2 separate regions of the Mus musculus genome follow, and region 1 is linked to region 2. The links are chromatin contacts, called in public promoter capture Hi-C maps. All regions are on one chromosome and are shown on one strand. The core of a region is the stretch at or near the end of the contact, and the rest is flanking DNA. Distances in the headings are between cores, read along the strand shown. Region 1 holds the start of Trim62 (tripartite motif-containing 62). Region 2 holds the start of Tfap2e (transcription factor AP-2, epsilon).

Evidence for each region. Promoter capture Hi-C pulls out the DNA fragments that hold promoters and counts their contacts.
Region 1: a promoter capture Hi-C map of liver shows a contact between it and region 2, with 6 times the contacts expected there. The contact joins the promoter of Trim62 here to the promoter of Tfap2e in region 2. A contact is called at or near these places in 2 of 39 promoter capture datasets (cranial neural crest and liver).

Annotation. Positions count from the first base shown.
Region 1 is chr4:128,882,054-128,888,085 of GRCm38.p6, reverse strand. Trim62 (tripartite motif-containing 62) reads right to left here and starts at 4,042. Exons shown (of 5, transcript NM_178110.3): 1 at 3,509-4,042. The coding sequence starts at 3,916. Gm33760 (a long non-coding RNA gene) reads right to left here. Exons shown (of 3, transcript XR_003955115.1): 3 at 5,754-6,032.
Region 2 is chr4:126,731,425-126,737,889 of GRCm38.p6, reverse strand. It overlaps Tfap2e (transcription factor AP-2, epsilon), which reads left to right and starts at 1,621. Exons shown (of 7, transcript NM_198960.2): 1 at 1,621-1,925; 2 at 2,238-2,720; 3 at 3,239-3,290. The coding sequence starts at 1,899.

The DNA of each region.
Region 1 (6,032 bases), core at 2,793-5,292, 2.1 Mb before region 2:
CATGGCTCTCATTCCTGTGCCCAGCCTGTCAGGCTCCCATCCAAGGCTCAGCCCTGATGCCTTTGTTGGCACTGAGGCACGCCTTAGGAAAGGCTCCAGTGATCACATGAGGCCTGGGGAGGGAGGCTCGGATGAATCGGATCCTCTCTCTGGGGGTCAGGAACTTGAGATGGCTTGGGAGCCGGATGCTTGATCAGAGTGACACCCCAGCCACCTGCCCTTGTGGCGTCAGCTGGCACCAACAGACTGTGCCCCTAGTCTGGTCTCGTGCTAAGTGCTCTTGACACAAAAACCAAGCGGGATGGGTAGGAGACAATTCTGGATGATAAAGGGGAGGCCAGGGAATGGCCTTCGGAGGCACCAGAGAGGCCGTATGTGGCCCAAGTTGGACAGGTCCCAAGTCCTGACCCTGACACTCACTATCACTTAGCTTGTGAGCCTGCCTCCATTTACTAGAGAATAAATCTCAGCAGTCCACACAGCAGGTGCTGTGAAAGATTATGCGAGGCATTACAAGGACAGCTGGGGGCAGCCCTTGGCTCATGGACCCCAAACTCTTTGGAGATGGTCTCCTCCCTCTCTTCTCTTCGCTCTGTGGTCCAGGTGCTCAGCAGTAGCTGGGGGTGGGGTGGGGGGCATGCATGTGCACTTGTGTGTGTGTATGCGCACACGCACGCGCGCACACACACACACAGATTTCTACACAACTATACAGTAATTCTACTCATGCTTAGCCTCAGGTAGGATGAGGGGTATTTGGCTTTTTATGTCATATTGTCCCACTTTCTATGTAAACATAGTCATTAGAATAAACACAGATGTCCAAAAGTTATGGTTGCTGACTGTGCCAGCCACAGTTCTCCTCGGCGCTTTGGATCAAGAACTATTAACCCTTACATCACCTTCCCTGGAAATGTAATTGGTGACACGAGGAGACTCAGACTACTGAGATGATTTGACTGCTGAACTCACGCAGCACACCAGGGTGCAGAGCCCCTGCCCTCCAGCATCTATGGCACAGAGCAGTTCTGCGCAGCAGGTCAAGGGGCCAGAGGCTCAGAGGTAGCAAGTCATTTCCCTAAGGTCACACAGCCAGCAGATGGCAGGGCCAGGGTGGAACAGCCTGCTGATGAAGACAAAGCTACTACTAATCTCTGCACTCTGTAGCCTCCAAGCTTTGGAATAAAGGTAAAAGCTGCAGGCCTAATTCTGGGTAGGGGGCCTGGAGACCCCAGATGTGTATGAGCCTGGACTCCTCTGCCTTCAAGACCCCGGGGCAAGTCCCCTCCCCCACTCTACCGGTTCTCCATCTGTCAAGTGTGCTCTGTACCAGATGATCTCCAAGGCTTTGGCAGCGTCTCCGTCATTCCCCAGGATAGGGGCCTCAGCACAGGCTCCAGCAGCCACCAGCGCTGCTAGAGGGATGAGCAGACCTTGAGGGTGGAGGTTGCCCCATCCCCAGCAGCTAATGAGCCTAGGAGAGGCAGAAGGGGGTGGAGTGTGGCCTGAACCCCACCTCTCAGCATAGCCTCCCGAAAGGGAGGCAAGTTTCTCTGCCAGCACCTGCCTAAGTCCAAAGGGGTTCATTGAGGCAAGTCTCTTCCTCAGGTGAGAGAGATGAGGCTAGCCAGCAGGGTACAGGGGTTCTGGAAAGATCTTGGGAGGAGGAAGGATGGCAATAGGAACTGCTGATGCTCCCACCCTACACACTTCAGATAAGGTCTTCCCAGGGCAGCCTCATCAAAGTCCAGGCAGGAGAGTAGGTATTTAAATTCCTGATTAAATATCTTGAGGGACATAGAACTCACCACTCACAGGTTAGTGACTCTATTTCTTATTCTTTTTTTTTTATATATATATGAAAAACATCTTCCACTTTGGAATCCTCCAGCTGGGGTGAACTTAGACCAAGTTTGGTCATTCATTCATTCATTCATTCATTCAAGTTTTATTGATAGGTCCTGTGGGCTAAGCCTGTGCCAGTTTGGGGACAATAAACATGCCAGGGAAAAAGCTGTTGCTACCTTGAGGTATTGTCTATGACTGGTATCCCAAAGCCAGGGAAGAGACTGGCTGGGCTGAAACTGCTCAGCTTGAGAAAAGAAGTCAAAGACGCTTGAGCATCATTAAATAGGCTTTAGTGGGTATCCTCCCACCAAGATTGTGTAACAGAATTCCACCAGGTGACTGTGTTACTGAGAATCCTCTAGTGGGGAGGATTTGGAAGATATGCTGCATTATCCGATTAAAGCGGATCGTGGAATGCTTCTCCTTAGAGTCCCACCCCTGAGGCGGCAACATCACCGTCCTCAGCAGCTAAGAGCTCTTGCTGAGGGCCTGGGTTTGATTCCCAGCACCCACGGTGGTGACTCACAATCGTGTGTAACTCCAGGTCCACAGGATCTGATGCCCTCCTCTGGCCTCTTGGTGCGCATGCACATGGTGCACATGCAGGCAAGATACTTGCACACAGACAATAAAATAATTGATTATTGATATCAATACTATCTTATTGATAGAAGACATCCAGGAAAATGTAGTTCTCAGCACGTGTATCTACCTATATTTCTTTCTCTCTATACAAACACACACACACACACACACACACACACACACACGACAATGGAGCTTGAGGAAAGGAAAATGTTTGGGTGGGGTCTTAGAGTATTAAACACACTGACCAGGGTCTTGCCCTCTTGTCAATGACAACGGAAAGGTTTAGGGGAGACTAGCTGCAGTTAAGGGCTATGTCCAATTGAGTACTCAAAGATTCGGATGTAGAAGACAAGAGGGGTCATCACCAGGCCTTGGGAATTCCTAGAAGCTTGTCTTCCCCTCCTCCAAATCTTGTCTAATTCTCCAAATCTTGAATCTTTAATTCCTGGTTCCACTCTCAATTGGCCCCTACTCTGGTTTAAATTTTAAAAAAAAGGTTCTTGTCATATCTGAACTTGAGGCCGACCTTAGACTCTCACCTCACATACCTTGATCTAATCTTGGCACCCAAACCTGCCCTCTGAACAATTTGCACGTCTTAAGCTTAACTCTCACTTTCATCATCCAACCGAGGCCCAGGCCTCACTCTAGATCTCAATGAACACCTGGAGCAGCAAGCCGCATCCCACAATGCCCCAAACATTCCAGAATTCTGTAGCTGCATTTAGAGTAGCTCACCCCTCCCACACACCCCACTTCGACTCCCAGGTTAGCTTTGATAGTGGTCCTTCCTTTGCCCAAAAGTCCAGAAGGAGCTGCTGTCTCCCATTCTGTCTCAGCCTCAGCCAGCATCTGGTCCAGCTGTAGCTTCCTCTCTCCATCATCCTATCCCACCTCGACCTGTCTCCCATCCAGATCTCTCTCAAGCCCATTTGACACAGTGATGCTCAAGGGACCCGCCCCTGCCCCGCCCCTCACAGGAGCCACGCCCCTTTGGCATTAAGCCGGCCTGTGGCCCTTGCCCCTATTGGAACCCTGACCCCACCTACAGCCCCGCCTGTCCGCCTCGCACCTGCAACTCCTCGAAGGCATCGTCGATGCCAGTGACCTGGTGTTGCTCGTGCAGCGCGGGCTCATCACAGAAGAAGCAGAGCAGTGCGCGGTCCGTGAGGCAGAAGAGCTTGACCTTGTCGTGAGCCTGGCAGGGTCGCGCGGCTCGGCGCGCGTTGAGGATGGCGTCCAGCGGGAAGGCGCTGTAGCGCTCCACGATGTTGGCCAGCTTGAGGCTGGGCGCGAGCGCGGGCTCGGCGAACGTGCGCCGGCACTCCGGGCAGTCGCGGGCGCCCTGAGCCTCCTGCCGCACCCAGTGCTCGGTGATGCAGCGGCGGCAGAAGTAGTGCTCGCAGCCCAGGCTCACCGGGTCCTGGTAGATGCTCAGGCAGATGGAGCACAGCAGCTCGTCCTTGAGGCTGCACGCCATGGCGCCAGGGGCGGCGCGAAGCGGAGCCCGGGAGGCCGGCGGCCGGCGCGGCGCGATTGGGGGCGGTACCCGGGGGCCAGGCCCACGGGGGCACGGGCGACAGGCGCCGGGGAGCGCGGGGGGAGCTGTCTGCGACGCCGGAGGCGCGAGGGCTCGGTGCCGAGTGGGTGCCACCCGGGATGCGAGCACCGGAGCTCGGTTTCGAGGTCCTAGGTGGCCACCAGCGATGGGCGCTGGAGGAGAGAGGCCGAGGGCGTCCCAAGGAAGGGGCTCCAGGCGAGGAGGATCTAGAGGACCAGACACTCCCAAGGGATAGATGCTGCGAGGAGGAGATCCCGAAGAGGGGCGGAATCCCGGGACCCGAAAAGCTTTGAGAGGGGGTCGAGCTGGGGATGGGGAATTCTGCGGGACAGAGCAGCCAGACCCAGCCGCACCGCGGCTTTGCCCGGCAGAGCAGAGGAGGGGTGCCGGCCCACTCAGCTGCCCGACCCTGGCCGCAGATCCCGGCCCCGCGCGGCCCCTTACCCGCACCAGCTCAGCGGCCACCGCTTCGGTCCAGCGCAGCCTCTCAACCCGGAACCAGCCGAGCCGAACTGCCCGGCGCCCAGGCTCCCTCTCCGCCCCCGCGGGCGGGACCCGAGCCGCTCCGCCCCCGCGGCGGGCGGGGGGAGGGGAGGGGCCTCCAGACCCCGCCTCGCTGCCACTGTGCTCCTGACCCCCAGGGACGGGAAAAACAGCTGTTTCTTCTGGGTCTGCACAGCTGTCAGGTTTGTTTAGGGTCCTGGCGGCAGGGGGCGAGAGGACAGCTAATGAAGAAAAAGTGAGAAGATAGCACCTAAGGAACATCTCTCCGGATGATCAATTTGAAGAACTAAGGGCAATAATAACTGAGTATTAAGACAAGACGGTGCTCTGTAGTCTGCATAGAATATATAATGTTTGCATAGATTGTAGTGATAAAATTAGAGACTTGCCCTGTTGGCATGGGCTAAGTTCAAAGTCGCCATTCTCCTAAACCTTTAGGTTCTATTTCCTCTTCCCTTTCTAAGGAGGGCTCTTAGTAGAAGATTGTGGAGAGAACCCTGCCTAACGTCTAGCTCAAAGGTTCTTTCCATTCATCGGATGTTTCTGCATTGCTGTGTGAGCATGTGTGTGAGTGTGTGTGTGTGTGTGTGTGTGTGTGTGTATAAGAAGTTGGAGTAAGAAAAAAAGTATAATGGGAGACCTTGTCATCTCTGCCAGATGGAGGGGAGGAAAGGGATTTCTAAGAAGGTGAAAGAGAGAGACAGACAGACAGAGAGACAGACAGAGACAGGGAGAACAGAAGCATGAGTGGGGGGGGGCACATGGAGACCTGCATGCTGTTCTGTTCTGTTCTGTTCTGTTGAGAGTGGGATAAGGAAGAAGTTTGGGGAAGGTGAAAGGCATGGGCATCTTAGAGAAGAATTTCTTGAAGGTGTTGGGCTTTCGAGCAGAAAAATGGCCTGCCTTGGTTTGGGTTTCTTGGTGTGCAAGATACACACTACATCATCAGTACAGTGAAGGAGGGGGACCCTTTGCATGCATGCAGTGCTAGGCACGGGTGAGCAACTGTGGCAAAGCCGAGGCCTGCAGGAGGAAGGAAAGGCTGGCCCCAGGGAGGTGGTTGCTGTCTCAGGACCTGCAAGAGGTCAGTTTGCACCGTGATTGTCTGTCAGGATAAGACCATCAGGAAAAAAAAAAAGCACCATGACAATTAGTGGTGGATAAAGGGGGTGATGGGGAGGAGGTATTGAGAGTGTGTTGCATAACTTTTCCTGTGGTGACATGAACAAAGGTATATTCATTCCAGACAGGGCATAGTGAACCAGTCGGTTTATTGGGGTTAGTTAAAGGAACATGGGTGACTCAAAGGATCCCACCCCAGCATGGGTGACAAGTCATGAAAGTCACATCCGTAGGATTCCCTGCTCTGCTTGCAGGCAGCTCTGCAGGCCTGACGGTCCCTTCTCCTTAGGGGAGGGGCTCCGTGCATCCTGTAACTGCCTAAGGTTCTTGAGCCTTTGTGATGCCTCCTAGAGTCTTAGGCGCTTTCCTTCTGGAACACTTGTTTCATCCAGAGGACATAACTCTGCAT
Region 2 (6,465 bases), core at 372-2,871:
CTAAATTTTAAATGCCTGAGTCCAAGACAGGAAAGAATAATGATCCTGAGAACAGAGAAGGGCCACCCCAGCACTGCCACTGAACTAGTTGTTTGACCATAGGCCAGTAAGTCACCTAGCCTCTCTGTGCCTTGTTCCTCACTTGAAAATGAGGGTGACAAAGGACTTGGTGAGTTAGGAGACTCCATATTAACGGTGTGTGGTGAGTGGGCACCGTGACCATTTCTATCCCCTCCCTATTTTCAACATGAAAAAGAAAACATCTTTCTGCTTTTTATTAAGATTTATTTATTTTATGTGAGTATATTTTTGCTGTCTTCAGACACACCAGAAGAGGGCATATGATCTCATTACAGATGGTTGTGAGCCACCACATGGCGGCTGGGAATTGAACTCGGGATCTGTGGAAGAGCAGTCAGTGCTCTTAACCACTGAGCCATCTCTCCAGCCCTCTGCTTTTTAAATTCTCATTGTCATTAGGATTTCTCTCACTTGCCTTTTCTTAATCCCCATCTCTGCTTCTTAGGACAGACGGGTTAAATTTTGGAAGAAAGAAAAGGGATTGGTAGTGGTCATTAGGGCATGTTTGACAGAGAGAAAGAGAGAGAGAGAGAGAGAGAGAGAGAGAGAGCACCTGCCATGGTGATGGTGACACACAAATGCGTAGACTGTGCCTAGGTGTGACAATGCACCCCTTCCACCCTGTGTCAGTATTTTGGCCTCTTCTTAAGTGCAGATCATGCCAGACTCCTACTCTCTGTGCCTAGGTGGTGTCCTCAGCATCCAAGGATCCTGGCTTGGCATTGAGGATTACCAGCTTAGAAAGTCTGAGAGAAGTCAGCATTTTCAGAGCGTTTTTTGGATCCAAAACCATGAAAGAGAGGTTGCTAACACCCCCTCTCTCATTCTCTCTCTCTCTCTCTCTCTCTCTCTCTCTCTCTCTCTCTCACACACACACACACACACACACACGCACACACACACTGACACAAGTATGCACATAAACTGATGGGCTTGAGTTTGCCACTCACCGGTGTATTCCACACTCACCCTTGGGTGGTCAGAGAAAAGACCATTTAACAGGGAAGAAAGCTGATACCAGAAACAAGGAATGCTTTGCTCAAACTCAAAGGCGAACGCGTACATTTGTTTAAGCATTAATTTTAAAAGATTTAGAAGGGAGTGGCGAGATCGTTTATTGGGTTAATTCATTGACCACGAAGCCTCAAGACCTGAGTTCGAACCTTCAGGACCCACAGGATGGAAGCAAATAACTGACTACTGCAAGTTGTCCTCTGACCCGCACATCGGGCACACGGGTGAGCCCTTCCACTAAATAAGTTAATGTAATAAGCAAATGTAAAGAGAAAATTCACAGACCCGAGCGAACACAGACCCCTGAGTTGCATTCCAGCCTCGAATCCCATTTGATCGCAGCTGCAAGCTTGGAGGCCAGAAGGAGCTCACATCAGCTGGACTCGAATTCATTCACTCCTCACCCCACCGGTTCCCACCAGAGCCACGCCTCCCTTTCCGCAGCCAAGGGAAAAGGCTGAGATAGGCCATAGCTTGTCTCTTTAATGCGCGCCCCCAGAGGCCCGAGCGCGCCCCCGCCGCTATAACTAGAGTGCATGGAGCAGGCTGAGCTCAGAGGGCGGGCGCTGGGCACCCGTTGCCCGACTTTTTTCCAAGTGCCATCAGCTCCCGTCTGGCCCATTTCCATGGACGCTCCCGCAGGCGTCCCCCGCTGAGTACCCCGTACCTTCTGGACTCCCGGCAGACTTACCCCCAGCTTCCAGACGGTGATCCCCGTGGGCTGTAAGGGCTCCCGGCTCTCGCCTCGCCGTCGAACGAGGGCTGTGTCTCCGCCACACCTCACGCCCCACACTACCCGCCCCATGTTGGTGCACACATACTCCGCCATGGTGAGTAGACTCGGGTCCCGGGCACACTGGGCAGAGGGCATCGAGGAGCCTGGCTGCTGAAGCCTCCAAACCTTCTGCCCCCCACCCCCGCGCCAACGAAATCGCGAAGGTAGGGGACCGTAGGGCCTCTTGGCAGCCCAGGAAGTGGTGGCAGAGACCCGTACGTGGTTGGTCTCCAGCCTGGGGCCGCGGCGCCCGCGGGGCCAACGCCGGTGGACAGCTGCAGGACACCCGCGAGCTGGAGGGGACCTGGCGGGCTGGTGTCTTTTCGGCCGCTCATGGGTCACCTAACGCACGCCTCCCCTTCTGCAGGAGCGCCCCGACGGGCTGGGCGCAGCGGCTGGCGGGACCCGCCTGTCGTCCCTGCCCCAGGCGGCCTACGGGCCCGCGCCGCCACTGTGTCACACTCCCGCCGCCTCTGCCACCGCGGACTATCATCCTCCTTACTTCCCGCCGCCCTACCCTCAGGCGCCGCTGCCCTACGGCCAGGGTCCCGACGCCACCGCTGCCTTTCCGCACCTCGCCGCTGACCCCTACGGCGGCCTAGCGCCCCTGGCGCAGCCGCAGCCCCCGCAGGCCGCCTGGGCCGCACCCCGTGCGGCCGCCCGCGCCCACGACGAGCCGCCGGGCCTGCTGGCGCCACCCGCCCGCGCTCTGGGTCTCGACCCGCGCCGAGACTACGCCGCCGCGGTTCCCCGGCTCCTGCACAGCCTGGCCGACGGCGCGCACGGCCTGGCCGATGCTCCCCTCGGTCTTCCAGGATTGGCGGAGCCGCCCGGTCTGGAGGAATTGCAGGTAAGCCCAGAGTGAGCCACGGTGGGTCCCGATGGGCAGCGATTTAGCATCCTGGCTGGAAACAAAAAAGTAACAAAAGTAGGAGCCCGGCTCTTCTCCCAGGTGCAACTTTCCATCTCTGCCGCTAACAGGGAGTCTTCCGTTAGATGCTGTCTGGCCAAAAGATGGCCTCGAACTGTGCCTGGGTGGCAGCAGCCCTCGTGGAATCACTTCTTTCTCTCCCCACTGTAGGGTTGAGCCATGGTGGGCATCCATACCCAGTCCCAGTCCGCAGGGGCAACCTGGGCCGGGGTTAGGAGAGGCACAGGAGTGGTCTATCTAAGGCAAGGCAATCATCCAGGCAGTGCTGCAGCTTAGACGCATATGGTGCTGAGCCCAGGCTATTCCTGGTCACGCCTGTCCCCCGGTAGCCGCCTCAGGCAGCCGGTGGTACGCGTAGGGCGGAGCAGACATGGACTAGGGGTAGCTGGGCGACTAGGTCCATACGGACCCTCACTGCCATCCTCTTCTATTTGCAGGCGATAGATGACCCTGGAATGAGCCTCCTGGACCAATCGGTGATCAAGAAAGGTAAGGAATGGTGTGCGACTTCCAGGGCAGAGTCAGGCCCTGGGTGCTCAGACCCATTTTCTTTCTCCCTGGCTGTTGTTTCCTGTGCGTCGCCCGGCTGCGTGGCCACGGAACATCCTTCCTCGCCCAGGAGAGAGGCCATGGCGCTAGCTGGATAATTTGACTCAGGACTTTGCCGCCTGAGGTGGGCTCGCACTACCTAGGCTGCAGCTGCTTGGCCTCTCCTCTCTGAAGGAAGGGCGTTCTTGTGGATCTGGAGTCGATTTGCAGAACGAGTTAAACCACTTCCCTGTTTCCTAAGAAATGGGAAAGGGAGCACTGTTGCCACAGATTTTGTTCAATGGTTTCCACTTTTATTGAGCTTTAACATTTTGGAGCCTGGCAAATGCTTTCTGTTCCTTTCTTCTCAGCAGACCGGGGCGGGGAGGGAGGTGCTTCCATTTCCCCTCACCTCCCAGGGCAGAGGATTTTCTTTAAAAGCATTTAGGATTAGAAGAGATGACTAGCTTGGGACGGGCTGTGTGCTCCTGGAAAGGTCTGCTGCTTCCAGGACTGTCTGTGTCTCTGAGCTTAGGGTCCTGTGCACACTCTATGTTCCTTTTCTAGGCAGCAGTGTTTCTTGGGGTGTGTTTGCTGCTGTGACTGTATTCGTGATTTGTATCTGTGGGTGTTGTGATATAGTTTCTATTTGGGGGCTTCTCTGAATACCTAACGTGTGTTCTGGAATTTGTCGTTTGGTATTTGAGGTGTTCTAAGAATGTGAGGGCCTCTCCTTGGTCCGTTGGTTGTTGTTGCTGCTGCTGTTGTTGTTTGCCTCCATATTTGTTTGTCTTTTGAATTAGTCAAAGGCAGGAGTGGGAGACACCCCTTGAGTAGAGTTAGTAGAGTTTTGGGTCTGAAGACCGAGTTCTAACCATGCCTAGGAAAGGTAAGACAGAGGCAAATTAGACAGAAGCAGAGACCCAGACCTTGGGCAAGCTTCTTAGAATTGGGGTGGGTGCCCAAAGGAATTCAGAGGCTCATGGGAGCCTGTAGCGCCCAAGGGCAGGCACACCTCCCGCAGGATTTGGCTGGAGCTGTTTTTCAAACAAGTGAATTCAAGCCCAGGCTGTTTGCCCTGCCTAGGTTCTCAGGGGAGGCTTGTGGTGGGAGTGGAGCTGGTACAAGGGGCTGGACTTCCAGAACTAGAGCTAGGTATGGAGTTCAGGAGATTAGCGAACACACCTCCCAGAACTTGGTGAGGGATGTCTCCAGGAATCTGGGACTCTCAGGGAGTACAGGGAAGAAGAGGCCCATGACCCACCTCACCAGCGCATTGCTAGCTGCACTTTGTTGGGTTCCTGAACAGCTCTTGTTTTGACCCAGTCGAAGGGAAAGTTGGATTTGCCACTGGGCTCTTTGCAAATCCTCCAGATTCTGGCTCCTGTCCAGGCTTAAGGGCAGAGAACCCAGGTTCATTGACTCCCTAGAGAGACCCAAGCTCTACGTTTTAGGAAGGCACTCCAGTATCCCAAGGCAGAAGAATCTACTGTTGATCTGAGTGCTTTAGGTCTTGAGAGTTCCTTGTAGGTTCCCGGGGCTTGCCCAGACCCCAAAGTGCACACCGGGGAATGAGTTGAAGCACTCTCAGAAACTAAATCAGTCTGAGGCACTGCAGCAACTGTGGGAAGGGAGGGAACAGCCCGGGACAACCTGCGGAAAGAGGAGCCTGGATCCACGGCAAGCTTGGAGATCTGCTATCCAGCGGGCCTCTGAAAGAGAAAAGGGGTCCAATGCCCTGGGATAGCGGGCTCCCACGACCCACCCCAAGAGGAGCGGCTTTGGCGAGTCAGGCAGCTCTACCACCAGACCATGTTCCCTGGGAGAGCCTCGCAACACGCAGGTTTTTTTGTTTGTTCGGGTTTTGTTTTTTTTATTTTTGCCGGGTTCTAAACGGTGAACGTCGGACTCGACGCTTCGCCAGGTGGGTGGCCATAGGTGACAGGTTAGCTACTGCTGTTGGTACTCAGGCCCTTTCAACGTTATCGGGCGCTTTCTGAAGACTCTGGACACTGTTTTCTATGGTGAGCGACCGCCCACCGCCCAAACCCAACCTTGGCGAAAGAAACTCCCGCCTTGGTGAAAGAAACTCCCGCCTTGGAACCCTGAAGCGTCTCGGCGTGAAGGGACCTTGCGCCGCTAGGACTTGGGGTCCAGCACAGGAAACCCTTGCAGCCTCGGGTCCCCCAGCAGAAGAGACCCTCCTCCTAGGGATGTAGGGAAGCTTCGGGTGTCCATCTCACCAATATCGCATGGCACCGGAGCCTGGACAGCCTCACAGCCCAGATCTGCACATCTCCACGGACTACAGGCACTTGTCCTGGACCGGAGGAGGTAGGGGCGTCCCCGCCGCTCCACCCCATGCCTCCATAAGAACTCCACCCTGTGAGTTGGGAGTGGGCCCGATTACCCTGAAGAAACCTGAAGGCAAATGAGTAGCACTCCATTTTCTGCGCCCAGCTGTCACCTTTAGTTTTAAAAACCTATCACAGACAGGTAGAAAGCGAGGGGTGGGGGTGGGGGCGGGGCGGGGGACACTTGAGGAGAAATGGCATTGCTCTGTGTTGGTGCGGGACGTTTTAGGAGCTCATAGCAGAGTCGGTCAGTCCCCCAGGGTTAGAGGCTTCCTAAAGGACAGACATTTGAAGGTGCTCTGTGTGTGTCTGCTCTGTGAGTGCTGGGTTTTGCATTCTGAGCACGCTGGGACAGTTACTCCACTAAGCACGGCTTGCACAAGCGCCTTACCTGTGTGTGTGTGTGTGTGTGTGTGTGTGTATGTGTGTGTGTGTGTGTGTGTGTGTTGGGGGTGGGGGTGCGATGGGGGGAGACAGGTGGGTGAGGGAGATTGTGGATATTAGAAAAGAGATAGAGCGGAATGGTTTGAGTATGAGACTGGAGAGACATCCCTCTTTTCTTCCAGAAGATGGTGGCTGATGGTCGGAGTGGGCACGCAGGTGATCTGGATCTCAAGGGGTCTCCAGAATAAAGAAGGAAATGAACAGACACCCTCCCTCTGTTCCCTTTAGCTCTAGGGGAGGGGGAGGTTCAGAAGGGAGGCTAGGGGCTAGGCCAGTCATTCCAGGACTTGAGAGAAGGGAGGGAGGCACTTGTCTCTGTAACAGGGTGGGTTTTTTGT